Regions from separate parts of the Sus scrofa genome. Here all the other regions are linked to region 4. The links are chromatin contacts, called in public Hi-C and promoter capture Hi-C maps. All regions are on one chromosome and are shown on one strand. Each heading gives the region's core, a stretch centred on a gene start, on an enhancer-like site or on the middle of the called end of the contact. The rest is flanking DNA. Distances are from core to core; before and after follow the strand shown.

The links. Promoter capture Hi-C pulls out the DNA fragments that hold promoters and counts their contacts. A called contact is a pair of places that touch in the nucleus more often than the background predicts.
Region 1: a promoter capture Hi-C map of liver shows a contact between it and region 4, with 11 times the contacts expected there. The contact joins the enhancer-like site here to the promoter of NR2F2 in region 4. A contact is called at or near these places in 1 of 5 promoter capture datasets (liver), 6 of 47 Hi-C or Micro-C datasets (embryonic fibroblasts, fetal liver, fetal skeletal muscle and 1 more) and 1 of 2 datasets of contacts at active chromatin or transcription factors (skeletal muscle).
Region 2: a contact with region 4 is called in a Hi-C map of subcutaneous adipose tissue, with 1.5 times the contacts expected there. The contact joins the enhancer-like site here to the promoter of NR2F2 in region 4. A contact is called at or near these places in 3 of 47 Hi-C or Micro-C datasets (embryonic fibroblasts, liver and subcutaneous adipose tissue) and 1 of 2 datasets of contacts at active chromatin or transcription factors (skeletal muscle).
Region 3: a contact with region 4 is called in a Hi-C map of subcutaneous adipose tissue, with 1.6 times the contacts expected there. The contact joins the enhancer-like site here to the promoter of NR2F2 in region 4. A contact is called at or near these places in 1 of 5 promoter capture datasets (liver), 4 of 47 Hi-C or Micro-C datasets (embryonic fibroblasts, liver, retroperitoneal adipose tissue and 1 more) and 1 of 2 datasets of contacts at active chromatin or transcription factors (skeletal muscle).

The regions. Positions count from the first base shown.
Region 1 is chr7:83,632,474-83,640,288 of Sscrofa11.1, reverse strand. No RefSeq gene overlaps it. Among named protein-coding and RNA genes, the nearest start is that of NR2F2, 550 kb to the right of the region's middle. Within about 2 kb of position 3,873, at least 3 of the 83 cell types and tissues checked have an H3K27ac peak or open chromatin away from gene starts, as enhancers often do. A contact at or near this core is called in fetal liver and liver, where this site is marked.
Region 2 is chr7:83,929,251-83,936,739 of Sscrofa11.1, reverse strand. The region is part of intron 3 of LOC110261614 (a long non-coding RNA gene); the gene reads right to left. Among named protein-coding and RNA genes, the nearest start is that of NR2F2, 840 kb to the right of the region's middle. Within about 2 kb of position 4,194, at least 9 of the 83 cell types and tissues checked have an H3K27ac peak or open chromatin away from gene starts, as enhancers often do. A contact at or near this core is called in subcutaneous adipose tissue, where this site is marked.
Region 3 is chr7:83,782,231-83,789,745 of Sscrofa11.1, reverse strand. No RefSeq gene overlaps it. Among named protein-coding and RNA genes, the nearest start is that of NR2F2, 700 kb to the right of the region's middle. Within about 2 kb of position 3,260, at least 7 of the 83 cell types and tissues checked have an H3K27ac peak or open chromatin away from gene starts, as enhancers often do. A contact at or near this core is called in liver and subcutaneous adipose tissue, where this site is marked.
Region 4 is chr7:83,087,004-83,094,339 of Sscrofa11.1, reverse strand. It overlaps NR2F2 (nuclear receptor subfamily 2 group F member 2), which reads left to right and starts at 4,090. Exons shown (of 3, transcript NM_001190253.1): 1 at 4,090-4,395. The coding sequence starts at 4,353. LOC102160410 (atherin-like) reads right to left here. Exons shown (of 4, transcript XM_021099351.1): 1 at 5,001-7,336.

The DNA of each region.
Region 1 (7,815 bases), core at 2,624-5,123, 550 kb before region 4:
AGGCTGTACATATTAAGAACACCACAAATATTATAAACAACTTTAATATTTTTTAAAATTTAACTAAAGTGAATAGATTCCTTAAAATAGCAAAACTGACACAAGAAGAAATAGAAAAAAGTAAATCCATAATTGAATGCCATTGTACCAAAAAAAAAAAAAAAAGGAAAAAAAGTAAGGAAGGGAAGGGCAAGGGAAAGGAAAAGGAAAAAAGGAAGGAAGGGAGAGCAGAAGAAAGGAAGAAAGAAAAGCAGGCCAGAGTTCAAATGCCTTCACTATTGAATTCCATCAAAACTTCAGGGAAAAAATTGTGCCAATTCCATCACTAAGGAGTAAAAGAGAAACTTAGTCATGAAATCTTTTCTTGGGGAGAGTATAACCTCATTATAAAAACATGATTATAAGAGACTAAAGTTTCATTTAATTACTGCAATGATAAAATTATAGAAAATGAAATACAGTAAGATATAACATGATACTCCATGATAACTAATTTGTGCTGGTTCAAAGTAGGTTTAATATGTAAAGTAATCCTTGTGTTCACAACCTTAATCAAAAGCAAGAGAAAAACGTTATCAACATTATAATGGATGCATATAGAGTATCTGGAAGCCACTTAAATATGTATTTATGGTAAGTACATTGTGGTATATTAATACAATGAAACACTGCTCAGCAATAAACATTAACAAACTAGAGCTACATACACACAAGAACAAGTTGCACAAAGATAATAATGATCAAAAGAAACCAGATACAGAAGAGAAATATTTGATTGCATTTACATAAAGTGAAAAAAAAAATGAACCAGTGTTTTGATGCAAGCTTAGGAGGCATAAAGAAAGGAGAAGGTAGTTGCATAAGTGAGAGGATGATGATTACTTTCAGGACGAGCTATAAGAAGTAGCAATTGAGATGCTGATCATGTTCTATTTTGTGACATGTTGGGGATTATATGGCTGTTTATTTCATGATAAATCATTGAGCTGCACGTCTTTTGTACAGTTTGCACAATTTCTAGCTATATTTCATAAAAAAGCTAAAATGGTAAAATGGGATATGGTAAAATCATATCCCACTCACAAGGGAAAGATACAAATTATAGTATCAAAGGTCTATATCAAAAATGTGAAAAACTGATACTTAAAGAATCAGTATTCTAGTGACTCAAGGTAACAAATGCAAAACATCCCTCTTTTGGCCTTCCTTCTTATAGTACTTATACTTCAAGCAATGACTACATAAGTGTAGGAACATACAAAGAGTAAAAGCTATACTCCATATGAAGCAAAATTCTTATTTAAGGTCATTTTGAAATTCCGAACAATTCACATTTGAGAGAACCTTAGCCACCGAAAATCAACTGAAAGATTTTGCTCATGCTATAATTTTGAGAAATGTGCTTGAAACATGAAACATCAACATAAAACCACAATAGATAATTCATAGTTAAATTACTATACTGAATCATTGACTTTATCCATGTCATTTTAAAAACAACATCACAATTGCACAGAATGAATACTTTTAAACTACTTTGATGTGCAAATTCTTTATTGAGCACACCATTCATTAGTTAGATTTTCACGCTCCTCAAGGTCATGATCTAGGCATCATTTTTCTTTTATTACTTCTAAAAGCACTCATCAATAGGTGCTTGTCAGTGGTTTCACATAACTTTGAACAAACCAAATCTGAGGCAAAATCAGAGGTAAGAAAGACTTCTTAGGCAAGGATGATAGGTTAGGAAAGTCACACTTGAAAAGGGTAGTAGAGAAGGAAGGTCCCATCCTAAGAAAATTCTAAATGTGAAGGGGGAAAAAAAATGGTGGTTCTAGAGAGACACTGAACAAACAGACTCTGCTGGCAGATGGGACCAGCTGAGAATCCACTAGAAACCGAACATCTCTGAAACACCTAAGCCAGGAGTTCCCACTGTGGCTCAGTGGAAACGAATCTGACTAGTATTCAGGAGGATGCAGGTTCAATCCCTGGCCTCCCTCAGTGGGTTAAAGATCCAGCGTTGCTGTGACTGTGGTGTAGGCCAGCAGCTCCAGCTCTGATTTGACCCCTGGCCTGGGAACCTCCACATGCTGCAGGTAGGGCTCTAAAAAGACCAAAAAAGAAAAAAAAGGAAGCTCCTAAACTAGGTTTTACTGTATAGAGTTCACTTGAAAAAGGTTGGAGTGTGTATGGCTTGAAAGAAGAGAAAGTAAGACAGACAGGAAAAGAGTAGGAAAGGAGAAGACTGAGGAGGCTCTGGGAAGGGATCTGTTATCCTGAGATTCACTGCAAAGAGTGGGTACAGAGAGGAATAGATACCCAGGTAGCAAGTCTTGTGCCTGCAGCCAAACATAACTTACCCCACACACAAACATATTGATTTAAATGTTTGGAGTATTTAAAAGCTGTCTCCACTTCATTCACATGTGCTGGGGAGAAGGTGGCCCTACACTGCATGAATGTGACACCCATCAACAAATAGGACCTTCTTTTTTCATTTTTGTACCATTTTGTACCATTTGTACCATTTTTTTTTTTTCAGAATTATAGAGATGCATATCTAACTAACTTTTATCAGCCCATAGAACTCCTTTCTGCCTCAATTAATGGAATATGGTTTAAAATGGCTCCTGACAGGGATATATAAAATTACTAAAAATATGATGGGGCAGGAACCATGTAGCAGGTCAGGTCAAGCCATGTAAAGGGCCAGCCCTCTGAGCGGACTGCTCCTTCTGCAGAGAGATTAGGGAAGCTCTTGGTTAAGGGGCAGCAGAGGGCACTCCAGGCCACATCAGGTTAAGTTGTGGTCACTTTATCTCTTGTTGTTGACGCAAAGTCCTGAGGCCATGGCCCAGGGCTTTCCTGTAGAAATGTGTTTACAAGCAGGTCAAGGACTTGTAGACAGATAACCATTAGCAAAACAACTTTTCTATTGACAACAGAGCAAAGAAAGGTGTGTTTGCAGATGAATTATCACTTGCTTCTTAAAGGGGAAAAAAAAAAAAATCAGATCACTAAATCCCAGCTTTCTTACCCCAGGACTGAATTTTCTGAGGAGAGAAAGACAACTGCTTTCTGCTTTTCTCACTGTTCCATTCACACCTTAGGAACTGCAGAGCAATCTGTAATGGCTCGTTTTCAGCTTTCAGTAATGCCCACCAATTATCCACTTGCATTTTATTGAGACAAAGAAATGATTTTATGCCAGAGTTAGGAAAAATATTGGATAAACACTGAAAGAGCAAGAAAGTATTTAAACCTTTTGGACAAGTCTTAGGAGTGCCTTGTTGCTGGGGAAAGAGAATTCTCAAACTGCTGAAATTTCCTGGTTTGAAACTGTGCCATGACCTTTGGGTTGAAGATATTTTGGGTGAAATTCTCAATTTAAAAGGATTCACACAGAGGAAAGGTATGATCCTAAGATGTAGAGGCAAGTGGGGGAAAAGCAGAAGGAAACCAATCAACAAACAAACTAAAAGACTTACAATCCAGTTATCAGAACGCATGTGAATGAAAAGCTTTGCTAATGAATATGTTTAAAGCTTTGAAAACTGTAGCCTATTTCAGCTTGGATTGTGATGTAACTGGTGCATAGAAGCTGGAGAGAAATCCGCTTCTCCTGACATGGCTACTCTTATGCTAAAGAAGGGAACTCACATTTTCACTAAAGGAGAAAAAAATCTGAACTTGGGAGTCTACACATGGGTAAATATGAGCTGTCTCATTAGAAAGATACTTCTCAATTAGTTTTCTTTTCATCCCTCTTGCTTTTGGCTCTCAGCTCTCTTATGCACACCCCCACACACAGAGCCCTGCACTAGCCAAGGGTCAGAAAGGTTCCTGCCGATTTCTCTCCATAGAAGTCCTGACAATGTGGCATGTGCAGTGTCGACAATGACATGCCACTCAAAATCCCTCCCTTCAGATTGTCCCTCCCTTTAAAGGAGACAGCCAATGTGAAAGAAACACTTTTTCCCCCCCGGGGACATCTGACTTGCTTTTATTAACCCAGATACAAAGTGCCACTCAGAGGCCTCGGACAGTCGAATTCTTTATTCCCTTAACTAGCAATTCATTTGACCCTCAAGAACAGTATTAAAGCTCCGTCTTTTTTTATGTATTTCTTATTTATTTTATGCTCCCAGTGCTCCATGAAGCATGCTTATAAAAACATTGTCATGTACCGTAAAGTCTTCATATTAAAAGGACATTTTAAATGGTTTCATCTTAACATGCTTCTGTCACTCAAATTGGAAAACTTTATGCTAGTTCCTTTCCAAGCTGTTAAAGATTAGCTTGATGTAGATAAGGCTATTCCCCAAACTCATTATCTGTCTTCCAAATGCACCTTAAGGACTCCTTAATAAAGTCAAGGTTATGTGAAGAGTATTTTACTGAAAATCGGTGAATGACTATTAACAAATCTGCATTACAGAGGAGTTATTTTGTCTCTGCCTCTCATCTTTACCATGAATGATCCTTCTTTTGTAGTAAGTTTTTAAACAATGAGGCTATTTCTTAGCTTTACATCACCAGCAAATCAGTAACAACTGATCAGAGGCAGCTAGAAAATATCTCCACCAGTTTATAACAGATGTAGGCCATATATTCTATTACATACGTTGCACAAATATCTGTGACCGCAACATCACCCCAAAATTAAAACTTCTCCCCACCCTTACCTCTTCCTTCCTAGTGTTAGCACATAAAATGCACACTCACACACCCCTTTCTTAAATAAAAACATGAATAGTTACCATCTGACCATTATGTTCATTATGTTTTTAGTGCTGGTAGAAGAAAAATTCTGGTCCATACGATTAATGTAACAGGTATCTGTCTGGCTCCTTCAGATCTAAAAGTACAATGGGGTTGCAAACTCAATAGTTTTCTTGTCATCCCTTCCCTCTAAGTAATGGGAACTCTGCCTAGTGTTGTTTCTAGTATTTCATCTTCACTAAATCTGTACCTTTCCTACCCACACACGGCCAAGAGCACATGCTGCTGACCTAAGAATCACCTCTTTATTTTAGAGTCAAGGTTTCTGTCTTCCCTACCTTCTCCTGCTTCCTTCACCAGACTCAAGATCCCAGCATTATGTGAAATACGGCTTTCGAACTTCTGAGAAGCCATCAGGAGGGTCTTCATCAGGTAAGATTCTTTTTCCTAGAGGAATTTTTACAAATTGGCTCTTACAACCGACAAAAACGGTAAGCAAATCTTTTAAGGCTTGCTGAATAATAGAGAAGTGTTTTTGTCAGTTGCTCCTTTCTGACAAACCTGAGCCATGCTCACATCTTTTCGTGGAAAAATTTTTACCAGGGATTTTCCAAGCACTGGCTTTTCAGGAGTGGTTTTCTCCCTTTCTGATGTAAGTCAGATTAAAATACAGTGTATGTGAAGCATCTATATTTATTGATAATGTTGGTTCAGACCAAAATCACCATCTGCAGACATGTAATCATAGTAATTGTGGTGCAGGAGGCCAATGAGATAATAGAACATTTAGAGGGCACTTCATCTTGACCCCCGGAAATTATATTGGACCCATCACCATGTTGCTAAAACTGCACTTTTACCTACTCGAATATGAGTAAATGGAGTTTGTGTTCCCTGGGCCACACCTCTTCCATAGAGAGACTCATCCATTGTTTAGTGCTCTCCTGGTTGCCTGTGCTCCATTCCCAAACTTCTCTAGAGGCCACAATCAGCAACTTTCCTAATGGGAGAAGACGAATCTGGCTGCATATGACAAGGAAAAAGGACAAACGAAAGATTTCTTAAAGTTTTCCCATTCCTTTCCCCGCAATACATTCTGGGATGTTTTGATTCTGTGGTTTTCCCAAAGGAGGCCAGCCCTGCCTTCTGTCTGCCTTCTCTCCTCTTTTCCATCCTGTGTGATTCATAGCTGATGAAGTGAGGGTGGGGAGGCAGAGCCAAGGAGGCCTACGGTGTGAGCAGCACCGCAGTGGTGTCCCTGGCTCTCGTCAATGGCAGTCTCTGCGGCAGGGGTCTTCCAGGGGTGTGGATCAGTACTGCTACTCCAGATGGTCTCCACACAACTGATCCCAGTGCCTGTGGAGGATCTGTCCTAATGGAGAAATTAATAACTCGTGAGGAAAAAGGAAATAGATTTAAGGGACAGAGGTTGCAAATGAACCTATAACCGAAAGCCTTTAAAATATTTTTATGTCCTGTAAAAGAGAATCATAAAAGCAGCACATGAAATAAAGAAAATACCAATGACATTTTATACATTTTAAAATTAGTGATAATGAGTACTGTATATTTTAACTTCCATTTGCCAACTTTTACTTGCTATAAATTTTCGCTATCTTCCTCTGGCTCCTGCATCACTGAGATATGTGGAGATTAACAAGAAAAATATATGCCAAAATGTACTTAAAAACAAAAGCAACTCAAATAGTATGTGTATGATCAATGCTTTCTTGAATTTATGACTCAGGTTTGTTGATTTCTAACTTGAGTCCCAGTAAGGTCCTGAGAGCAACCCTAAACATAAGTTTTTCTTCTTCTGGGTTTCAATTCTTTCCCCATGATTCATTTTTGAACCATCCAACAAGAGGCAGGAAAGTACAATGGTCAAGCTAACACACATTTTAGACCTAGAACTGAATTAAAACCATAGATTCATCATTTGCTAGCCTTTTTTATTTCTATAAAAGTGAATAATAAAAGTAATAAATAAAGGAAAAATGACATATTTTATGCTACTGTTTAACCATGTATGACTCTGTTTTCTGATCCATAAAATTGGACAGTATTACTAACTTCAAAAATTTTGAAATTAAGTTATATTAAAGTATTTAACAAATATCTGTCCCCTCTCACCCATCATAGCCAACAACTAAGGACTTATCTTGCCTAAATATACATATTTGCAAACATATGTACACACATAGCATATATATATGTATGTAGATATAAATACACACAGGCACTATTATATATAACAGTTGCGTGTGTCTACCTATCTATCTATATATGTATCTATATATCTATCTAGTTATGTGTGTGTGTTATATACAGTTAGACCAAAATCCTAGATGTTGCATAAATATATGACTGATTAATGTCACACTTGCTGTATCTTAAGACGGATGGTTTTGGGGACTCCTGTGGCTTCAAGTACCTCCCAGGTACTTGGCATTGGAAAGTTTAAATTACTCTATGACCCGAGCTGTACAAAGCACAACTCACAGCAGTTTTCCTAATAAGCTATTTGGTATCTCCCTTTGATTAAGACATGGTTATTTGTCACAATAAATAAATTATATATATATATATATAAATTCAAAACTCTTGTTTTTTTTTTTACTTTAACCACTCTAGTGAGTATAAAATATCTCATTGTGTTTAAATTTAAGCATGTCTGATGATTATATATACTGAGTATCTTATCATGTATTTATTAGTCATTTACATATCCTCTTTGGTGAAGTGTTTCTGAAAATCCTTTGTCCATTTTCAGTTGGGTTCTTTGTCTCTTTACAGTTGACTTGCAGGAGTTTTATAAAAGTTCTTAAGATAAATTAATGTCAGGTATGCAGTGTATCATATATTTCCAGTCCATAATGGTGCCTTTTGAGGAGCCAAAAATAATTAATTTTGAAAAATTCTATGTTTATTAATTTCATGGTTGATATTTTGTGTATCTAAGAAATCCTTTTTTTTTAATCCCAAGTTTGCGAAATTATTTTATATTTCCTTCTAGCAGCTTTATGATTTTAAGCTCACATTCTGGTCTTAGCTCAAGTTGGTTTTTGTGTATGGAAAAGGGGATTGAAA
Region 2 (7,489 bases), core at 2,945-5,444, 840 kb before region 4:
TCCGAGTTTCTTTCCAATTGGAACATACTAATTTTCAAGATATCTCTACTAAAAAAACCCAAAACAACAACAACAAAAAACAAAACAAAAAAAACCTGTTTCATGTAACTAGCAGAGTTATAACTTGGCAGTTAAGAAAACATAGTTGTGGAGCCTTTAAGGACTTCCTGACTTTTTCTCAACAAAGCTTCATGATAGTGAACATGAGTAAACCACAAAAGGTTAAAGCCTTGAATGGTTAGGAAGTGGATGCAACCCCCCTTGGCTAAAGTGGAAATCTCTTGAAAAAGGTACCCCTGACACTTCCACCAGTTTCCTGGTAAAAGACATGCCAAAAATACCAAGGAAGTAGTTCCCCTGAGAATAGTTTGGTCCCTGTGCTGTAAGATTAAAGCAGGAAGTGAAGAGAAAAACACCAAAATAATCAAAAGGCTTCCTGCCTGAGTTTGACATTCTTTAGAAGTTAGGTCCAAATTTAGATAGAGAGCTGGGCAATTCGAAGGTGACTTTCCTTAAACATTTTCTCTAGTTTCTCCTCAAGACAGTGACCTGTAACATCACCAAGCCATTCTTGAGCTATACCTGTGATTGTCATGTTAAGAACCACGTGAAGTTTAAGAAAATTCGAGATATGGTTCCTGATTCTGTCAGATTCCTTGCCCTGCCCTCAAAGCACCAGCTTTTTTCCAACAATAGGATATTTGCAAATTCATGCTTTCTTAGCAGAGAATGTCTTCCCATCCTTTTCCCCTTCAAAATCCAAATTTAGGGCCTTCCTAATCCCTACTTACTCTTTAAATTTTTTCTAGGTTTATCTCTCCTCTTCCATACTGCCTTCTGTAGCACCCTATGGCAGTCATCATAGCGCCAAGTTTACATGCATCTGACCACTTTGCAAATCCATTTCATTTTTTTGTCTTTTGTGTGTGTGTGTGCCTTTTCTAGGACCGCACCTACGGCATATGGAGATTCCCAGGCCAGGGGTCTAATCCGAGCTGTAGCCGATGGCCTATGCCAGATACACAGCAATGCTGCATCCGAGCCACATCTTCGACCTGCACCACAGCTCAAGGCAACGCCGGATCCCCAACCCACTGAGCAAGGCCAGGGATCGAACCCTCAACCTCATGGCTCCTAGTCGGATTCATTAACCACTGAGCCACGATGGGAACTCTGCAAATCCATTTTATTTACTGCTCCATTTATCTCTTTCCTCTGGAAGTTCCAACTTTGTATATAAGGCTGTTGCCACAGAACTTGGGTCTTTATTAGACATCCAACTGAAAGAATGTTGGAGGATAAATAAGTGAATGAATGAATGAGTCTTACTGTATTAGATAACTGTTGCTGTACAATAATACAGTTGTTTAAAAGGCGCTGTTTGTTATTGCTTGTGCAACTGTAAGTCAGCTGGAGCTTTGCTGATTAACTCTGAGCTTGGCTGGGGTGATTCATTTGGGATGACTGCCTTTTCCATGTTCTTCATTTTCCTCTTGGAACCAGACATGTGTTCCTCAAGGGCACAGCAGAAGCACAAGAATGAAAGCAGAAATGTTGAAAGCCTGTTAAGGCATACTATCATGGCCACCTTATTCGTTTGACCACATAGGGCATCTAAGTCAAGGGACAGGTCAATATATTCTTCTCCTTTAGTCACATGACAAAATTACATATCAAAGGGTGAAGACACAAGGAGAGAGAGAAAATCAGTCTCAGTCATGAATCCAACCAGTTAAGAAGGAAATACTGACAACCATATCAAGATAGAAATAGAAAATTGGTTGCTTACCATAAATACCATTTGGCCAAACTCCATATCATCTCTTTTATCCTCATATCATCAAGTCAGGCCATTACTGACTTAATGGCCTATGTGATCTATAAATATTTACCAAATTAGATTGGATTACAGATAGCAAATACATTAGTCAGAACATGAAGAATCTTGATATCTTCATTTTTATTTTTTTTTAAATTAAAGACAATAGATATGGAGGGTAGATGAGTTAGGAATGCAAAATGAAAAGCTTTGAACACAAAATATTTGTACTTTATGAATGAAGACACTTTTATTTAAATTTACATACTTCATGTTGGAAGTTGGTTTAAACAATGTTCAAGGTCCTAATAGTAGCTCATACAATGACCTTTTCAATTTTAAATGAGCTTGGAATGGGTCATGTAGGTTTTTCTGGGGCTGCTTCTTCAGAGTTTCTGCTCAGTTCACTGAGATGGTGTTAAATCTCCAATGTCCAGGCGTTGATTTACCAGGAAGAGTATAGTTCACTTAAAAGCAGAAAAAGCCCTGGCAATTATCAAGCCCTGTGAATTCCTGGCCCTCTTCCTTGAAGGCCCAGTGGGGCCTACTCAACTGGGCCAACCCCACACCATGCACACTGGACTGGTGGTCCTCTTATCATAGAAAATTCCACCAGTGCAGCCAAAAAATACAAAAGGAAGCACACAAGAAAAAAATGTGAATATAATATACAGGCCTGTGGATTGAGTTTTATGAAAAGAAAAAAATAAAGGAGGGGAATTTTTCTTAGCTCTTTTTCTAAGTCCATTGCAGTAGAAATAATGGGACAAGTGGTTTACCAAAAGTAAACAGTTTTACTATTTTTAATGACACTGAGAGGATAGCTTTAAAATGTCTCTCCTAATTTTGCCCTATAATTGGATCATTTAAATTTGACTCCCTGATAAATAGAATCATACTTTTTCCCATGATTTGCTATGCTAAAGAGTTTGTATTTATTAAAGATATGCAGATCCAGATATTCCCACCACATCTTTCTGGCTTGACTTTAGTTCCTAATAAAGTGTAATATCAGAGCTCTGCCCCATAGCTAAGAAACATTAAGTTCCTGGAGGAAACAGGATTCTTCTGGTTGTTTTTTAAACCCACTAACATTGCTGAATCTTGTCCTTCTGGTTTCAGAAAATATAAGTAAAAGATGGGAACATGCGTTCCTCCTTTGCCCAGTTCTGTCTCCCAGGTTTGTCTATTTCAGTATGAAGAGTCATCCTTAAATGGACAAACTCCAGTGTTTTAATTTCTCTCCATTTTCTGCTGAGAGAACTTTTAAATAATCAGCTGAGTGTGTAAATGTTGAATCCTGATACTATTTGAGCAAAAGAGCTATGACAGAGTTCTCACAGCCATCAGTAAAATTCCTTCTAATGGGATTCTGGACCAAGGAAATGCAAAAATCCCTAATAAATGTCAGGCAGTGCTCAACTTCTAATCCATTGCCTACAAAACCTTAGGAAAGAAATTCATTTATTGCTAGGAATTGCTACCATCCAAAGTTCTCATTCATTCTTTCCTATTCTATCATTTACTTGAAACCTGGGTAAGACACGCCTTGGAGAAGGGGGCAGGGGAGAAAGAACTGCCACAGATGGGAAACTGAGCTGCTTTACAAATATTCACAGCTGCCGCTTTCTGTAGCCATGCCCCATGTTCCACTGGACTCTCAAAAGGCAAGTTCATAAGTTATTTTGCCATAAAAGGGAATCAGCGCTTAAATCCAGCTTCCCAAAGACCTCGGACACGAAATTACCACAGCACTCCCTAAGGTCCAGAGCACAGATTTTGCTCTCCTCCCACATGCCTATCCCTAAGAAAAGAGTTTTCCCACTAGATAAAGTAATTAAAAGCATTCTCAGAATAGAAAACAATACATTTGTGGCTTGAACATGAGCCTATTTTCAGAAATACTCAATTTATTGCATATTTACAGTTTGATATTCCAACAGCTGTGAAACTCTCATATGAGGAATTTAATTGCTTATAAGAAGAAATAAAGCATACAGGAGTAGTTGTGTGTGTGTGAGTGCTTGTGTGTGCCCATGTTGTTGTTCTGCCTACCTCTGATTTGTTAACTAACTTCAGGGAGAATTCCTAAAAGACCTGATACACCAGCCCATGTGAAGTCACTGGTTATCTCTAAATGGGAACCACGATTTTTAAATCCTGTCTAGGTAAATTACCTTTCCAGTGCAGGGTATTTCCTTTTAGAAGATTCCTTGGGAAGGGCCTCTAGGGAACTGACTAACTTTTTAATGGTTCACTCAGATTAAGAGGAAGGAAATGTGAACTCCTCTGGGGGGAGGCACCACTCTAGGCCGTCTGCATCCTGTAATTCTTCCCAAGTCCGTGAATCATACTTTTAAGACGCCTTTTCAAGGGCATTTGTCTTCCTTTAAGAGAAGGCCAACGCAGAAAAGACAAGGTTTAAAATAGGTCTCAATCAAGCCTTAGCCATAAAAACAATTGCCTGATTCTCCCCCTGTCTATCTGGAGAAGGTCTCTGAGTGTCCTTTACCTGCACGCCTGCCTCGCTCACCTTGCACAGTACTTGACTTGGGTTGCTTTCATACTTATTTTGCTTTCAGAATTAAGATGATTTCTAATATCATCCAAGCATCTTTAAGCTATAATTCTGGATTGTGTTGTCCATTGCAACCGGCTTCTGAGACTGATTTCATGTATGCAGTAAAAATATAAAGAAATGAGCTACCATAAGAAGCCTTTTCCAAGCCCTTTTAGATAGCAATCTTACTTTTAAAACCATGTCTTTATTTAATAAAAATAGTTTTCTGTAGGCAAATATAGACTATGTTTTTAAGGTCTGAACACTTTTGAAAATAGTTTTGGTAGTAGACAGAAGTGAACAAGGTAAATTTCTGTACAAGAATGAAGTAACAATAGCATATTTCTAAAATGCAATATCAGTTTCTAAAAGTAATATTGATTGTATTGAATCTTTAACTGTATCACAATATCAGTTTCTCAATGAATAAAGTATATTTGATTGATCATCTACCAAATGGCAGCTTGTAATTTTTTTAAGGTACTAACAAGAGTGGATATGTTCTATAAAAATGCAAAAGGACAAATGCAAACAACAAGGCATACCTGTGTGAACCCTAATGTAAGCCAGAAATTTTGGATCATTATGAAGTGCCAATGTAGGCTCATCAGTTGTGACAAATATTCCACTCTGGTGGGGATTTTGATAATAAGAAAGGCTAGGCTTATGTGGAAAATCTCTGTAAATTCCATTCAATGTTGCTGTGAACCTAAAAATGCTCTAAAAAAATGAAAACTTTTTAAAACATGTCCAAAAGTAAATTTAAATTGTATTTAAATTAACAGAATGCTCAGGGTTGGTTTCTACAGATCTGCAAACAATCCCTTCTTTGTGATTCCTTAATCTGAGTCTCCAGAAAAATCAGCATTTATTTATGTGTGCTTGTATGTGTGCGTGTTGGGGGACCTCTATGGCCACCATTCCATATTGACCTCAATTCACATGTAGCAAAATGTGATTCAGGCTGATGTAGAGTATACGTAGTTTTTATCCCCATTTGGAGTGAGTAGTCATACCCACTGATGATGGTGGGTAATGTATGGATATATGTGTCATATTACTTTTCAAAATCCTAAGAATTCTGAATTATAAAACACACTTTACCCTAAGCATTTTGAACGGGAGATTGTGTACCAAACATGCTGAATGATAGAAAATAGCAAAGGAAGAAAACAACAGAAAGGGAAATAGTGAAGTTCTATTTTATCCCTTCCCTGATTTCTTGGGAGATTTGGTTCCTAGGTGTCCATGTAGAGCCCCATGATTATAATGGTCACTTTTTATTGAAATTTACCATCAGTAATAAAGTGCAAAACCCTAGAAACATAATTATGATTTTTACTCACATATATATATCTTAGAGGTTTTATATGAATACCTATAGACCATATTTTGTTTCTTTAAGTCTATTGCAAGTGAGTACCCAGAAACATGTCTTTCTTTCCTCTTAACCACTGGTGACTATGATTGCATGGTTCATTGCTTTAGAACAAAAGGACAACAAAAATATTGGAAAGCCAAGTGTACATTCAGTTTTAGCAAACTTAGTTTCAAGGAAATAGTCCAAATAATATCCTCCAGGTTTAAATTTTTAAATGTAAGGTTTTTTTAAAAAAACCTTACATTTATGCTCCTATGAATGTCCCTCAACATGGTAAGGCCTTATTAAAATAAAGAAATCAAGACACTTAATTGTGTCAGTTGAATGTTTCTGAGCCATACTATTGACAACAGATAAAGATTTAAGTGACTTTATACCTTTGACTCTGAGATAAGATCCTAGATAAGTAGTCATTCAAACATACAGTGTGACTACTTACATTTAAGTTTAGAAAAAAAAAAAATAAGTTTAGAGATATTTTCTTTTCTCTCTTGTTGGTTCCCTTATCCTAGTCTTCAATTTGAATATTTCCTGTACTTTCTCTGCATACTACTGAATTCTTCCATATACTTGCATACACTTCATATACATTGAGCAATGCTTGAGCAGGTGAGGCAGATGCCTTAACTATTCAATGCTTATCCAATGCAATGCAAAGACCATTTTGCTTTTAACAATATTCTGAAAAAAATATATATGTATATTTAAAAATACTCAGTTTTTACCAATCTTTTTAAAATATTTTAAAGAAAATTTGTATCTAATTTTGCTAAATATTATGATTATAGAATTTTTTCAAACATAAGAATCACAGTGATATGAGCACAGATATTGAAAGATGCAGTGGTAGATTCTATTTCTTTGGAGCAGTAGTTGTTTGAGATGGCAAAACTGAATTAGTTTTGTTCAGTGGTAACTTCTGTGTTATGGTTTTATGGGGAGACATGACTTAGACCAGTTCCAGATCATCCTGAACCTCAGTGTCCTTCTCTGTAGGGTGGCAGTGACTGTAGCTACCAGGCTAATGGGAAGATGGTAGGAAATTAGTCAGGCACAGTTCCTGGAGATCCCCATCTCTGGAAGCCTCTGCACAATAGAAATTGCAAGGTTAGCAGAGGCCAAATTTCCTAACAGTCAATTTCATCAAATGTTGCTATGTTAATTTTCTTTCCAAATACCATTATTGACATCTTGATTCCTTCGGAGGGCCTAAATCAGGTGCTGGGGAGACAGGGTTGAATAAAGCATTGCTGGAGGCTTTGAGATGTTTTGGTGTAGGAAAATTTCTTTCCTCATAAAATGTTTAGTGTTTAATTCTGTGTGAAAAAGTAAAAAAAATGTGAGGCCAAGGATTGAAAGCATACGTCCGGAGTTTGTTGATGAAGGAGAGAAGAATGAAGGAAGAAAGGAAGGGGGGATAGAGGAAAGGAGAGAGGGAGGGAGGGAGAGAGGGAGAAAGACCAAGAAAAGATGGTCCAGTCTGCAGGATCCTTATTAAAATATTTCCTGATGCTTGAGCATTGAAAGAAAAAACATCATAGATGGATTCTAATACTCTAAACCTGCAATCCAATTGTATAAAAGCATAAATTTAAGTCTACATCATTTTGGAGAAAATAGTTAAATATCTTTTATTTTTATTTAGAGCTGATATCTATAAAAATCTGTTCAGCTACACAGATCCATATTATAGAGATTATATATACAAATATTTTATTACTTATGCATA
Region 3 (7,515 bases), core at 2,011-4,510, 700 kb before region 4:
GATGAGCTTGACTTAAACATAATGAAAGAATAAATACTTATCTAATGCTTTGCCTGTAATTGGTGTCAAATAAATATTTGCTTCCTTTCTCTCCTCCTCCCTTCTTCCCAAAGCATGGGTTCTGAAACTAAAGTCATCCCCACTAAATAAATATGCTCCTTGTTGGCAAGGATCAGTACCTGGCACATAGCAGGTACTCTGGTTATAAACACATTGTTATAAAACCCCAATAACTTTGAGTTTTAATCCCCCACTTGCTAATTACTAAAACTCTAAATCTTAATGGCTTATCCTATAAAAGCAAATGATTAAGGAATAATTAAGAAAATTTCCCACAGTAGCTTGCACATAGTAGGTTCTCAACTAATAGAGGTTCACATTTTCACTTTCTTCAACATCTCTTCTCTGTGTTAACCCTTTTTCCTTTCTGCTCTTTCATTCATAAATACAAATGATTAACCCCCCCCCAATCCCTAGAGGCCTATGAAGTTCCCCAGTTAATTAACATTTAGCATGTACTAAGCTCAGATATGGACCTGGGTAGCAACACGTTAGTAAATCAAGAACCCCAAGATCAGGTCACTACATTTTCATGATACCTGTGGGCCCTGTTATTTTACTTCACTGCTCCTCAAGGGAATCCCCAAACCTGCATACTGTTTTATCTTGTCATATACAGAATCATTGAAATTTTTAAAAACCAACAGAGGAATATCTGCTTTCCCACTCTGTCTCCCATAGATTAGAATTTTAAAAAACTGTTATTGTCACATTGACTGCAAATGAAGATGTGGGAAAATCAGGAGATGGGAAGGTTTATTCCCTAGGTCACACAGCAGATCAAGAGTTCACTAGTATCCCAAATGCACAAAAATGACACTCCAAATTTTTATTTTGAAAAACATTCAAGCTTAAGGAAATCATGACTCTTACAATGAACATCTACATACCTTACAGCTGGATTGATCTGTTATTTTGCTGAACTATCTGAGCGTAAGCTGCAGAGAAGATCCTGAGTATGTAACACTTGGTCAGGCATCTCCAAGAAGGACATTCTCTTACATCATCGCAAAAGTAGTTTTCTCATCTAAGAACATTAACATCGATTAAAACTGTGCTTGATATGCATTTTAAAACCAGATTCCTGAGTGTGCTTGACCTAGGAAATTTTACTCTGAAACTAAAGTCTCCCTCACTAAATAAACATGCTACTTGTTGGCAAGGACCCAGTATCTGGCACATAGCAGGCACTCTGGGAAATCTTCTAGTCCCTTATCACCATGCTCTGCTCTGTAAACTCTGATGATGGTTGTCAGAATCCCACCCCTTGATGGACACAGGAGGACAGAGAATTAAGAACAAAACGGAATATTTGGAGGTACACTGTTGGATTTGAATCTAAGCTCTGCCATTTACCATCCATGAAATTGACCCAAATAAACTGCCAGGTATTATTCATCATGATGATCACAGAGCTTTGGACTCTGAGAAACTCCATAGATTTTTGTGTGTAATCACTGTGGCCCACTGGGAAAAAAAAAAAAAAAAGCCCATCTCCACATTGTAAAAGAAGATAAAAATACCTATGTCATTGGGTTTTTATGAGGTTAAATGAGGTAAGGTGTGCAAAGAGCCCAACCCATAATTGATCCCCTACCAAAGGAAAAAAAAAAGTAAAAAAAAAAAAAAAAAAAAAAAACCTTTGACATTTTCACAAAAAAAAAAAAAAAAATCTCTTAAAAAAAGAGGCAAAAGCAAAATAGAATATAAATAACAATATAATAAAAATAAACTCTTTGTGGAGTTCCCGTCATGGTTCAGCGGAAATGAATTTGACTAGTATCCTTGAGCACCCAGGTTTTATCCCTGGCCTCAGTAAGTGGGTTAAGGATTTGGCGTTGCTGTGAGCTGTGGTGTAGGCTGCAGACACGGCTCAGATCTGGTATTGTTTTGGCTGCGGCATAGGCCGGCAGCTATAGCTCCCATTCGACCCTTAGCCTGAGAACTTCCATATGCTGTGGGTGCAGCCCTAAAAAGGCAAAACAATAAATAAAATAAATTCTTTCTAGAGCTTCAAATGGAACCCCGGAAAGACTCCGAAAGAGAGAAGGCTCAGGCTGGCTTCATTATGTTGGCTCAGCTGCCTGAATTACAAATTGGGCAGGGTCTCTAGCTGAAGATGTTTTAGGATTTTAGGAATAAATATATGGATTATTTTACTAAGCGCTTTCTCTAAACTTAATAAAATGTTAATAATATAAATAATGGTGGTACCAATGAACAGGAAAACTAGAATTTTGCCTATTTCTGTTTCAGTCCAAATCTTACTGGCCAACAGAATTGCTTCCAGCCTAGGTGGGGGTCATTATCCAAGGATGCAGGGCCTCTGAAAATCCCATCTTATTAAGGATTGTTGGGCCCACATTCTGAGGGGAAGTCAGAAAAAGGCAAGAGGATTAACAGAGGGGTTCACATTTTTAGCCCATTTTAGGGGCCAGACACTTCTAAATACTTGATAGACATTTTAAATTAATTCTATTTAATAGACATCCTGTGCAAAGTTATGGTACGATTTGGCAGATACCCCAAATGAAGCTCAGAGGACTATTTTTTTTAAATGACTTAGCAAAACTATGTTCAGAATTCATCTTTAAATCTTTTGAGATGATTTTTATTTATTTGTTAACTTATTCTTCTATTTAAGTTATTTAAAAACATTCATTAGAAAAGTTCTATGATGAGTATGTTTTTTATTGGCATAAGAATTAACCAAAGCTAGTGACAATGATAGACATTGTTTCAATTAAGCCCTCAATTAACATTTTTAAAATTTCTAACCCTGTATCTCCCAGTGAATGACTGTCTGACCTCGGGAAATCTTCTAGTCCCTTACAAACACGCTCTGATTCTTTTTCAATAAAAATGTATCTTGAATAAAGAACAGAGGTGATAGCATACGTTTAAGTAGATAATAGAAGATATAATTTTTTTCCTAGGGGAAGGCCAGAAAATTGAATATTTTTGAAAGTCAACAAAGTGCCGCTGCGACTTTCAATTATTTTCCATTTCCATGCTGCATCCAAACTTCCTGATTCCAGCTGGGATTGTGATCAAAAATGCAAAAACATATGTAGAAAAGTTATTCTTGTGGAACATCTGACCGGAAGCAGGAAATGCAAGATATCTCATGGGGTTGCCTATTATCAAAATATACCCAGTCCGGCAGTGTACAGACAGGAGGAGTTTGTCACCCAGATAAAGAGAATCAGAGACAATCCAGTATAGCCACATCATTGTGAAAGAAGAGGGAGGAGACATGCCCTTCATACGGCTTGGTCTGTGGTCCATTGCTGTGTCACTGTGTGGCTTTGTCAAGTCTCCATTGCTGCCAGCGCCATGAAATACATCAACAAAACGAATCTTAATAGGCGAGAGCTTTAACATACACATCCTTCAAATAATCTTATATATGGGAAAAGTCCTATAATTATTTGTCATTGATAAATAAGAGGTAATTTATACTCAGATTATCACAGTCATGCTATTTCAATGCACAAAGGAAAACCGACTTTGCTATTTGAATTTAAAATTAAACATTTAATTTTTCCTGTAAGTTTTGAAAACATTTATTTGAGCTTTCCCAATAAAATTAAATTCCATGAAAACATGTATTTTAATTACATGGTGATTAAGTTCTATCCTTTTCTTTTTGTAAATTAGAATAAATAGAAGAGAAATATTCTTCAAGAATTCTAGCCAGGTATCGTGAACCCATCCATCATAAAATCATTGGCACACAGCAGGCAACTGGAAAAAGGATACCTTTTAAACTCAACTGGCATAAACGTGTGTATTTATTTTTAAGAAGTGGAATATAAACAGACATGCTGAGAGCCAAATGTTTTATGAATAAAAAAAAAAAATATTCCATACACATACACACACACAAGCACACATACATATAAAACTTTCCCCAATGGACCATGGAGGATTTATGTGGATGTGAACTCTATTTACTGTTAGTATTAAGGAAATAGTGCCTTTTTAACAAGTTACTCATGCCTGGAAAAAATCCCAGTTTTGCAAGATTCTTTGCCAACTGTCCGTGGGAATCACGGGGATGGGAAAAGTTCAAATTTGTTTTAAAAGAATTTGCTTAATGGAAAATCTAAAAAAAAAAAAAAAAAGTAGAAGAAAACCAACAACCCGCTGTGCTAATCTTTTGGTTAAATAAGAATAAAGTATGGCCTGGTTGCTTATACATATTTTTTTTTTCCTTGGCATTATTTTAAGAAAGGGAAAAAAAAAATAAAACTTTTCCTTTTTACACTACCCATAAAGTCATAGTTAGGACTTGATTTCAGTGATCCAAAGGCAAGATGACTTGCTGGCTTGGGTTAGCCTAAAACTGCACCAAAATGGGGCAGGAGGGCCCTCAGTCAGTGCCGTAAAATCAGAGCCTTGGCTCCTCATTTTCCTGCCATTTTCTTACACCCCTTTTATTTTCTGTTCCAATCAAACAAAGAAGTCTGGTTACAGTGTTGCTGTCAATTTCCAAACTACAAAGGACTAAAAAAAGCTGACAGTAAAAGCCCTGGAACTCACAGTTTTAAAATATAATGATTCTACATTTCCTAGCACCTAGGGAGTGCCAGGCACAGTTCCAAGGGCTTTTATATCTTCCTTTCAAGTCTCACAACACCCTTATCAAATAAGCACTCCTATTTATTTATTTATTTTTTATTCTCCCTTTACAGATGTGGAAACTGAGGCCCAGGGAGATTAAAGAGCTTCCCTGCATCACACAGATTCTAAGGGGCAAAGCTGGGGTGGAAACACAGGTGGGCAGGTTCACTTTTGCTTTTTACCTCTTAGGCTGCTTCCTTCCAAGAAAATACATTCCATGAATTCTTATACCAAGAGATTTGATTTGACTTTATTACCAATTAATGTGGTTCTAATTTGATATGACAGAACCTGCTTTTCATACAATAGGGAATGGGAAAATGAAAGCTTTGTTTTTCCATTTCTGATAAAACAGATGTGAAAGTTATCTTGTAATCATCTACCCAAAGTGTGTGCCTATTCTTGTTTTATTCTTCAAAAGGACATGGGCAGAAGCAAGAGATGTAACCAGGCTTCTATCTAGAGACAGTTCTTATCCAAGTAAACAAACCGAAACCCATCTCCATCCCCCGCCCCCAAAGAAACCTTGATAGTTTACTCTCTAGCAAAGAAAGGTGCTACAAGGAAAAGTCTAAATATTTTCTTCTTCAACCAAATTGTTAATAATTGTTACGAAAGCTGGTACTCCTGGGTAGACGTTTCATTAAAAAGAGGTTTTCACTGTCTTAATATTTATATTTTTAAAAAAGAGTAGTTGAGCATGTTCTAGAGATTCTGCCCATCACTTATTTTTAGCATTCATACCCTTACAGAAAAATAGTAAGTTGGGTTCTTTTTTCCCCCTGCATTTATATTCCTTGATTTTTTTTCCCCCAGAATTTAATATCTAGGTGATTGCTTTTACTTGGCACTATTGGGAAACACTGCCAGTCCAGATCTAAATATTTTCACATACAACTACAACAACGAAATTGTTGCTCTGCTAAGCTCCTTTGATTTATAGAGCTTCAAAAAATGGATTTCAGATGCAATTTTGCCAAGTTGTAAACCAAGAAGTCTTAATTTAAATTTTTTCCTGACAGGAACGCTAATTCTTCATCTGAGATAAAGTATTTCAGGATTTTCACACACATAAAATAAGGTCTCTAAATTGCATTCAAGCTGTTATTATTCGCACTATGGCTTTTTTAATACCCTGATATGCAACATAAATGTACAATATTTTCACTGGGTAGAGTCCCATTGGAATGACTAGGAGAAAGTTTATGCCACTCATTCTAGTTATAATTTTTATAGCAAAAATACTAGTCAGCATTATTTTATATGAGAGTTGAGGATACCACTTTAAGTTTACAAAAGAAAGTTGAACTTTCTAATTGATATCATGGAATTTCCCTAGGGATCATACAATTCATGGAAGTAACAAGCATGTACTTACATTTTTAAAACATGAAATTAACAATAATAGCTTCTACAGACAGAAGAATTTTATGTGATACTTGATTGCTTTTCATGTTGCTATTAAAATACACATGAAAAACTGGCATTTCAAATCAGGTGAGAAAGATTAAATTATTGAGTAAATCCTATTGAATAAACAGCTATCATTGGCTGAAAAATAAAGTTAGACCCCTCCTTTACATTATTTACCAAAATAAATCCCTATGTATTAAAATTTAAATGAAGAGAAGAAAAAGAAGAAATGAATGAATAATTATTTTCATTCCATTAATGTGTAAGCCTTCAGTAAATCGTTCAGTTACAATGACTGCAAGGGGAAGTGCTTTGTAAACAAGATACCAAAGGAAAAATGATTGATAAATATCATTACATCGGAAAAAAAAAAGTTTTGCATTAGAAAGATTGCTGTAAGTAAACTTAAGGAAAATAAAAACCCGAGTATACTATTCCAAATATGTGACTCATCGAAAGACAACATCCTTCATAAATGAAATGATTTTACAATCAATAAGATGACTAGCACCTTGATAGAAAAGTGGTCAGTACATTTACCAGTGTAGATACAATTTTGCAGGTTAAAGGAATGTGAATTAAAATAATTTGTTAGAATTTTCACTTTTGAGATCTGCATTAATTAGTGCTGTGAGAGATACCATATGTGTGGTGCCACAAAGAGATGAAAGATTTCTGGAGGACAAGATTCTTGAATCTAGAAATTTCTCCCTTAGGACTTAATCCTAAATAGGGATGTCCACTAAGACATCAGCTCAAGGATAACTACAATAAAGTATATAATAGCTAAAATTTGAAAACAACATAGATTTATAGAAGGATTTTTTGAAGACAGTATCAACTCATGAACTGAAGTATTTCCGAACATAAAAATCATTATCTAAAAACTATCTTAAATGGCATGAAAAATTATCCATGTTATAATGTTGAGTTAAACATCTCATTGCAATACAATAGGAATAACTTTGTTTCATATTTTTGAGTATGTGTGTGTATAAGGAGATAATCCACACACAGGCAAATTGATATAAGAAACAAAGTTATATGTTGCATGCTTTTCTCTCCTCTCTATTACATTTTCTATTTTCCTCATATTATTATATATTGCCTTTGTAATTTTTACAAAATATTTTAATATAATTGTTTACTATTTTATGGAAATGAGTACCAAATGCTGTGAAAGTTCTATAGGTGTGAAAAGATTTGATCACATATTTTGATCAAAATTCAAAATAATAGTGAGGTCCTCATTGGGTGCTACACACTGATATTTTAATATCTTCGTAGTGAAAGTCTTATTTTAATCTTATATCATACAAATGACAATTTGGGAGACATGTAGGTGAATGGCCAGGAGTTGACTTTTACTTTCCTGTTTCTGAGTTCTGGGAAAACAGAAGCAAAATGATATTCTTA
Region 4 (7,336 bases), core at 2,841-5,340:
TCGGGGATGCTGCGGGGCACGGCATGGGGGAAATGCAACCCATTTGGGCCACACGGTTTCTCCAGGAGGCTGTCTGGAGAACCCGCCCTGTGGGGGAACCTGCCAGCATCCCTGCGCCGGGCCTGAGATTCCCCTCCTCGAGCCACATGACCACTGCCACTCGCGACCTGGAGCCCGAGGCGCCCAAGCCCTCGGTCCCGCGGCGGCCGGCGCAGCTCTCACCCGGCGCCGGCCCCGCCAAGCCGGGCCGCGGCGGACTCCCTGCGGCTGGCTGCGCCCTCGAGTCTCAAGTCTCCCGTCGAGGAGTGAGGCACTCGGGCCTGCGTCCGGGAGATCCCAGGAGGTGGTCAGGCCGCTCCCCTCGAGGCTCGCACCCGCCTCTCAGCCTTGCCAAATCCCTGAAAGTCCTGGTCCCCTTCGTCACCCCAGGGGCTTCTAATCACTCGGTATCGATTTCCCTAACTCTTTTCATCCCGTTGAAGACACATCTTAAAACACTCCAGCCCGGAGTGTGCTCTGGGCTTTATCCACACTAATAAAATGATTTACCCTTCTCTCTGCGCTCTCCTCACAGAGGAAAATCGTTCGAGCCCCGGCTATTTGTGTGTGATCAGTAAATATTTAGTGCGGTGACATCCTCAGCTAGGCTTCTGATCGATTCGGGGCCCACCGGGAGGTGCGCATGGCCCGGGCGGGGCAGAGCCGAGCCCGCGGAGGGGGCTCCTCCCGCCCTCGCCGCTGGCTGCTGATTTACGGCCTCTGAAACCAGCAAAGGGGGGCGAAAGCGCGCCGGGAAAATTGGCTTTTCAACCTTTTTACTTTTGACATTCAGCCACCTCCCCAGGCTCTAATTCTCGCCCCTACAGCCCCCTCTCGACCCGGTACCAAGGGCGCCCTGTGCGCCCCGCAAGCCCTTCCTGCTGCAGAGCGCTGCGCTCGCGCCCCCGCGGCCCAGGGACCACCTATCACAGCCCTGCGCCGCGACGCGGGGAGGCCCAGGTCCCTGCCCTGGGGGTCGTCGCCTTCGGGGTGGGATGCACTCTGCCCGCCCACACCTCAGAGGGCGGGGATGGGGGGAGTGGAGAAACCCAGAGCTGTGGTAGCGAAAGAGGAGCCACTGTCCTCGCTACCTTTACGCCGACCCTCGGTCTTTACCCCACTTCGGTGGCTGGTCCTCGACGCCCCTCGGGCCGGATGGCGTCGGGTGGGAACTTTCCTCGCCGAGAACTCCCGTTTCCTTAAAAGCGAAAAAACGCTTAGCTTGGAGGAGTTGGAAGGGGGCCTCCAACCCTGATCTTGGCTGCCAGAGGGCTGCAGCCTAGGCAGTGGCAGTGGCCGTGGCCGCTCCCCCCTGGCCCTCCTGGGCTCACACTTTTTCCTTATTTTCAGGGCTGGGCCCTGGACCCAGACATCAAGCAACGGGCCCCACACGGTATAAGGCACAGCATGGTCTTGCTCCCTCCTAAGGTGCCCCACCAATACGGGATGCTACCTCCTCCAGGTAGAAGGATGTGGGGGATACTAACCCCCTGAACTCCATCTCTCTCCGGCCGGGGGCGCGGGCCTGAAAGACTCCAATACTGATGCCCACCTGTTAGCGGGCCTGATCCCCTCTCACCTGAGGCCCAGGCTTCTCCAATTCCCCTGGGACCCAGGGAGAGAGGTGAACGACCTCTCTGGTCCTAGCAGCCCTCCCCAACGCTATGACACTCTCCTTTGTCCCACGCGTGATTTTCTAAACCGCCTTATCTACAGACTATATCTTTATACTAATGCATACTTAATTGGTCTGTCTTGACTGTCCATATAAAACAATTTAATTAGGGTGCTTTCTTGCTTTGGAGAGCAAAGAAAAAAATCTGCCCAGTGCTTATTGTATTTAGCACCAATACAGGCAGAAAATGTAGCACAAGTTTTTGGTTGAAAGAGCACCTCTGTGCCCATTGAAGGGCGTTGATCCGAAAAGACAGAAAGGACAAGTAAAATCGATTTGAAGCGACCCTCTCTGTCCCTTTCACACCATTCAGAAACTCCATTCCTTCTAAGACAAAGACCAGCGCCTTGGGAATTCTCAGGGGAAAAGAGGACTCCAGTCCCACAAGCCTAAGGCACTTTTAAAAAATCCTCGATATTGCACTTAAAACCTGCTCTTGGTTCCGTGTCCCCCGCATGCAGGTTTCACCAAAGGCACCCCCTCCGAAGCGTCAGTCAGTATGACTGACATCCCCCTTCTCTTCCTCTCCCTCGGCCTTCTGGCCTGACCAGACCAGCCTTTTAGGGTTAGTGCAGCCCTCACCTTTGACCCTCAAGATCGAAGTGGCTGCTACACTGCAGAGTGCAGAACTACAACGCAGGCCAAAGTTAAAACAAAACAAAACAGAAAAATATTTCTCTACTCCCAAAGCCAGGGAAATCAATTCTGGTTCAGCTGTCTGAGGCACCTTACCCAATAACACCTGCACCCTTAACTTTCCTTTTTTTTTTTTTTTTTTTTTTCTTCTTTTGCAATGAACTGCCCTAGCCACTCTAAAGGAGGGGACTTGGGTTGTCAGGGCTGCATTGCTGGGTTGTAGTGCCTTGTCCTCCATTAGGAACCTGAACGCCAGGTTATCCGATGGGCACCCTGGCTGGGGAAGGCGGTCATCGATCAGACCCGGCAGGAGAGGGAGGGAGAGGAGAAGAGAGGAGGGCCAGGAAGGGGAGGGGAGAGGCTGGGCTGTGCTCACCTTCACCTGCCCTGAGCCTGGCCCCCCTGTTCAGCCATCCCTCGACCTTCTGCTGGGGTTAAAAGGGGCGGGGGCGAAAGGGAGGGGGCACCCCCAGTTACACAAGTGGCCTCCTTCTATAAGAGAATGAGTTCATCACCTCCCCAGAGGAGCCTCACCATCCATCCACTCAGTGTAACTGATGAGACAAACCGCAAGGAAAAACTTCTGTAGCCCATATTTATGGTATTAATGAATAGTTAAAAAAGATTTACACTTCTTATGATCAATATTCTGAGTTATTTCCCTCAAAGTATATAATTACAGTGTCTTCAGAGTTTTCATCATTGTTTGAGGTGGCAAAACCATTTGTAATTTTCATTAGCCAGTAAACATGTAATTAACATTCAGCACTGTGTTTAACTTAATTCCTGTTTAAGACAAGGACAAGAAGCAGCCGAGGAGCGTTAGTTCCATTTGTCAAGTCTGACATACATCTTACCATAACAGTTTCCTAAAATAAAAGATCCGTGTTTCCCCATTATTCTTCTCTTAAAACAAAACAAAACAAAAAAAATCCATTAGTTAAAACTGTATTAAACTGCGAGGGGCAGAATAGTTTATTCTCAATTTTTGCTAGTTACTGTATTCCTGCTTCCATTCTTCATTTTGGGAGGTGGATGAAGAGAGAGGATAAAGTAAGCATTCATTATCTGAAGACATGGAATGGGGAACCCCTCCCCCCAAAAAGAAATAGGTTTCCTCTTCAGGAAAGTTCTAGAAGAGGGACTGGGAAAGGGGGGGCATGAATCTGTAGGGGAGAGGGAAAAATCATTTGGTGGTGAGGGGGTACCTGAGTTAAAAGTAGAAAATGAGGATTCCAATGGGTTCCTAGGAAAAATGTTGCCCTCCTGTTTCAAGTTCTATCTTTGATCCAGGGTGAGGGGAGCCTGCCTGCCAGTCTGTTAGGCTGCTGTTCCCCCCCCTCCTCTCCCACCTCTGTTTTTTTCCAACTTGCTTTAGGATTAGCCTCCATCCCTCTCGACCCCAAACAGTGGAATTTGGCTGTGCCTTGGGTCGTCTTTGCTCTGCAATATCGCCTATAGTTGTTGGCGGTTTTCTGCTGAGGCTGAGCGGTTTGCTCCAGCCTCCGACTAAACTCATTAAGTTGGGAGATTTTTTTCAATTGGACGGGTGTTTTTAAAGTCTCGTCTTTCCAGCCCCAAACAAGGTGTAACAACGCACTCTTCCTTCTAAGGAATGAGATGAGAGACAAGGATCACTCCAGACATCTCCTACCTACGGTTTGGGGTTTTTTTTCTTAAAGGCGAGGCTTGCATTCCTCAGCAGCTATGTACAAAGCTCCCTGAAACCTCGTCTCTCTAAAGTTACTGTGCTGGGCTTTCCAAGGCTGAGAGCGCCTAATACATGGGGAAGCACTTCCTTGAGGTGGAAGATCTCTCCCTTCACCTTTCCTCTTTTTCCCTGCAGGCTAGTGCCTACTTTTTATCAGTTTGCACAATCGCTTAGATAAACACCGAGGAGGAGATTCTCTTTAATTATCAAAGACACATCTTTTCAGGGGGCCAACAAAGCGTTTATTTCACCCGCCAAACTAAAGGAGAGTTATTCCAGTTTAGAAGGAAGATGCAAGCGGTTTGGGACCTTGAACAAGGCAAATATGGTTTTGGTATGTTTACTTACAGTATTTTTTTTCTCTCTCTCTCTCCTTTCTCACTTTTCTCCTTGTGCTGTGTGGGGTTGGGGATGACTTGGGGTTTTTCAAAAAATCGGATTGCTAACATGTATGAAATGCCTAGCATTGTGGTTTAAGGGGTTCGGGGAAGGGGGGGACAGTCAATTCAATGCATTGCCATATTTTATTACATGTGTGTGGTAGGAGAGTGGTGGAGGGGGGAAGAGGGGAAAAATACAATTGCAAAGCTGCCAAAATATGATTAAACCGAAGCGTAAAGACCGCCGTGCCTCCCATCTCCTCGTCCTGTCTCCTCAAACTCATTTCCTTCGATAGAGCAAACTAAAAAACAGTCCTATAAGCGTGTTTTTCCAAGCAATAGACGACTCGGTTTTCTATCAAAGGAGCTGCTAGGCTCGCACTAAGTGTCAGAATTTACTGTTCGATTTGCCTCTGCGCTGCATTTTGCAACCTTGTGCAACTGACATCCAGCCAGGCAGGGAGAGAGAAAAGCTCTGCCCGGCGCCCTCGGCCGCGGCTCGGGGGAGGCGAGCGCTCGGTTAAGCTAGGAGGAGAATCGCAACGAGAAGGGTACTCACCATCGGGCGGGGTGGTGGAGCTGGCGTGCGGATTTCAGGCAAACGTGTACCTTTTTGCTGTCTATTACAACCGCTTCGGGCTGACTTAAGCAATTCTGTGCTCTGTCCAGAACGTTCAAGGAACGGTTCCTCATTTTTAAAAAGCCAGCGAGAGAGACGACAGAGACAGAGAAAGAAAAAAAGAGAGGAGGGGGTGAGGGGGACGCACATAAACCCAGTTCAGGAAAAAAAAAAAAAAAAAATCATCACCTCTCCGCCAAGTGACTCGGGAAACGCAGAGGTGGCGAGATCCGAGTCCGGTCCAACCAAGCCAGGGCCAATTAATTTTAAATCCTGAAGAATTATTCAGATTAAAATGTACAGAAGTTTCATTCTGCTATGCCTACGTGAGCCCAAAGTCGTTTCCCTTTAAGAGCTCTTTTCTTTTAAAGTTGAATTTTAGGCAGCGAGGACTCTTACACTAGGGGGCAGACAGATACTGTACTTGCTCCAATCTTAAGCAATTTTTTCCCTCCCAGCATATGCTCTGATTTAGCACTGTAAATTTTTCAGAGGACCCAACTCTGACAGCCCCTGGTGATTTTCAAAGTACCACAAGCCAGTGGTTAAAAATTGCATTGACTTGGAAGTTCAGAGAGACACAATGGAAGCCCCTTTCCCTATTCACGGAGCTCCAGTGTGGTGGAAGAGAAAAACACACACGGACTAGATTGAGGGGAAGGAGGGATTCAATGAATCCTGGTGGACAGAACTGGTTTCTACTGAGTTCAGAGTTAAACTCACCATTTTCTGGGGTATGCATTCATATTGTGATTTAATTTGTGGAGAATTACAGCCATCAGGCCACTTTCTGCAAGAAAATCATATTCCTGGGTGGGTTTTTTTTTTCCCCCACAGTAAGGCAAATGTTTTTCCAACTTTCTCCAGCCAAATTAAAGCTTGCCATTCTTCTCATTAAAATAAATTTACATCTGCTATAAAAGACGGGGCTGGATTTTTTCTAAACTATAAGAACATATTGATATTTATCTTTTAGCCTTAGAGCTGTTTTATTCAAGAGAAATGAGCATTTCTTAAGAAGACATTTTCAAATAGTTTACCTTTCTTTTTTCTTCTTGTATACAGTAAAATTAACTACAAATGAGATGGTTATCTTTGTTTTGTTTTTTGGCTTTTTAATTGTTCCGCCATAACTGAATGAGTCCTAAAACACTGAGTAAAACACCTCTGACTTCATGGCAGCCCTGTAGTTTGTGCCTATCAGCTCCAGATCTGTAGGAGATGGTTGGGAAATCCTTCACTTTAAATCTGAGGCCATCAGAGCGTACTTCAAATACCAAAAAAATCTCTAAGTGGACCAAGGAAGCTCTTCCTCCTCCAAATTTCCCAACTCCATGTTTGTAAAAGATGATTTTGCCATGAAAGTGTCTGCACTCAAGCAGCAAGTTTAGGATTTCCCTATAGTCAATTATTCTTATCTTCTATGAAATTGAGATGAGGATACCCATTAGATTTCCTATCTCAACCCCAGCCCTACCACATCTCTCCTGAGTTTGCCCCTCATCTAACATTCGTATCATTAGGCAATTCCTCAAATTATAGAGATTGAAAAGAAAAGGGGGAAAAAAACCCTTCTCTGAAATGATTTCTTTTCCATCTTTCTCTTCCTCTTTAGGAGAAAGTTATATTGTGTCTCTAATCAACCTGAAATTTGCTGCCTGGCAAATTTGCTCTGTGGCAATCTCATTACAATACCAGGTCCATGATAGTTTAGTGTCTATCCATTATAGGTGTTTAAAAAAAAAAACTTTCAAATCATCCCAGCACATGCAGCTTTGGTGAAATAGGTGATTTCAGCGAAGAAAGGGTGAGGGCTAAAAAGGTTTCAAGAATGACGCATAAGGAGGATCTTTCCTTCCCTAAAAACTAGCTCCTATCTGCCTACACTTCTCTTAGCTCCTACCTTATATTCTGCCTATGTGTGTAAAAGGTATTGAATGCAAAGTACAATCTACACATGTCAATTATATGTATGATTTATTTTTAATCCTTCAACTCGTCGATTTTTAAAACTATCAAGGATGCTTTCCTGTGGTAATTAATTTACCCTTTACATGTGTTCATGTTTCCTGAAGTTCAGTGTGTGTTTTGTGTAAAATATATTAATTGTTCATAAACCTGTTGGCTTACCAGTCTATAGTTTTTTTCTTGATGCAAAGAGTGTATGATGGAGTCACAATTTTTGTACTAGAAATGTTGAAAAATCGTAATCCACTAACTGGTCACAGTAGCACAGAAAGGTTACTGCATTGGAATATAGTGTGTTCTGGGGGATG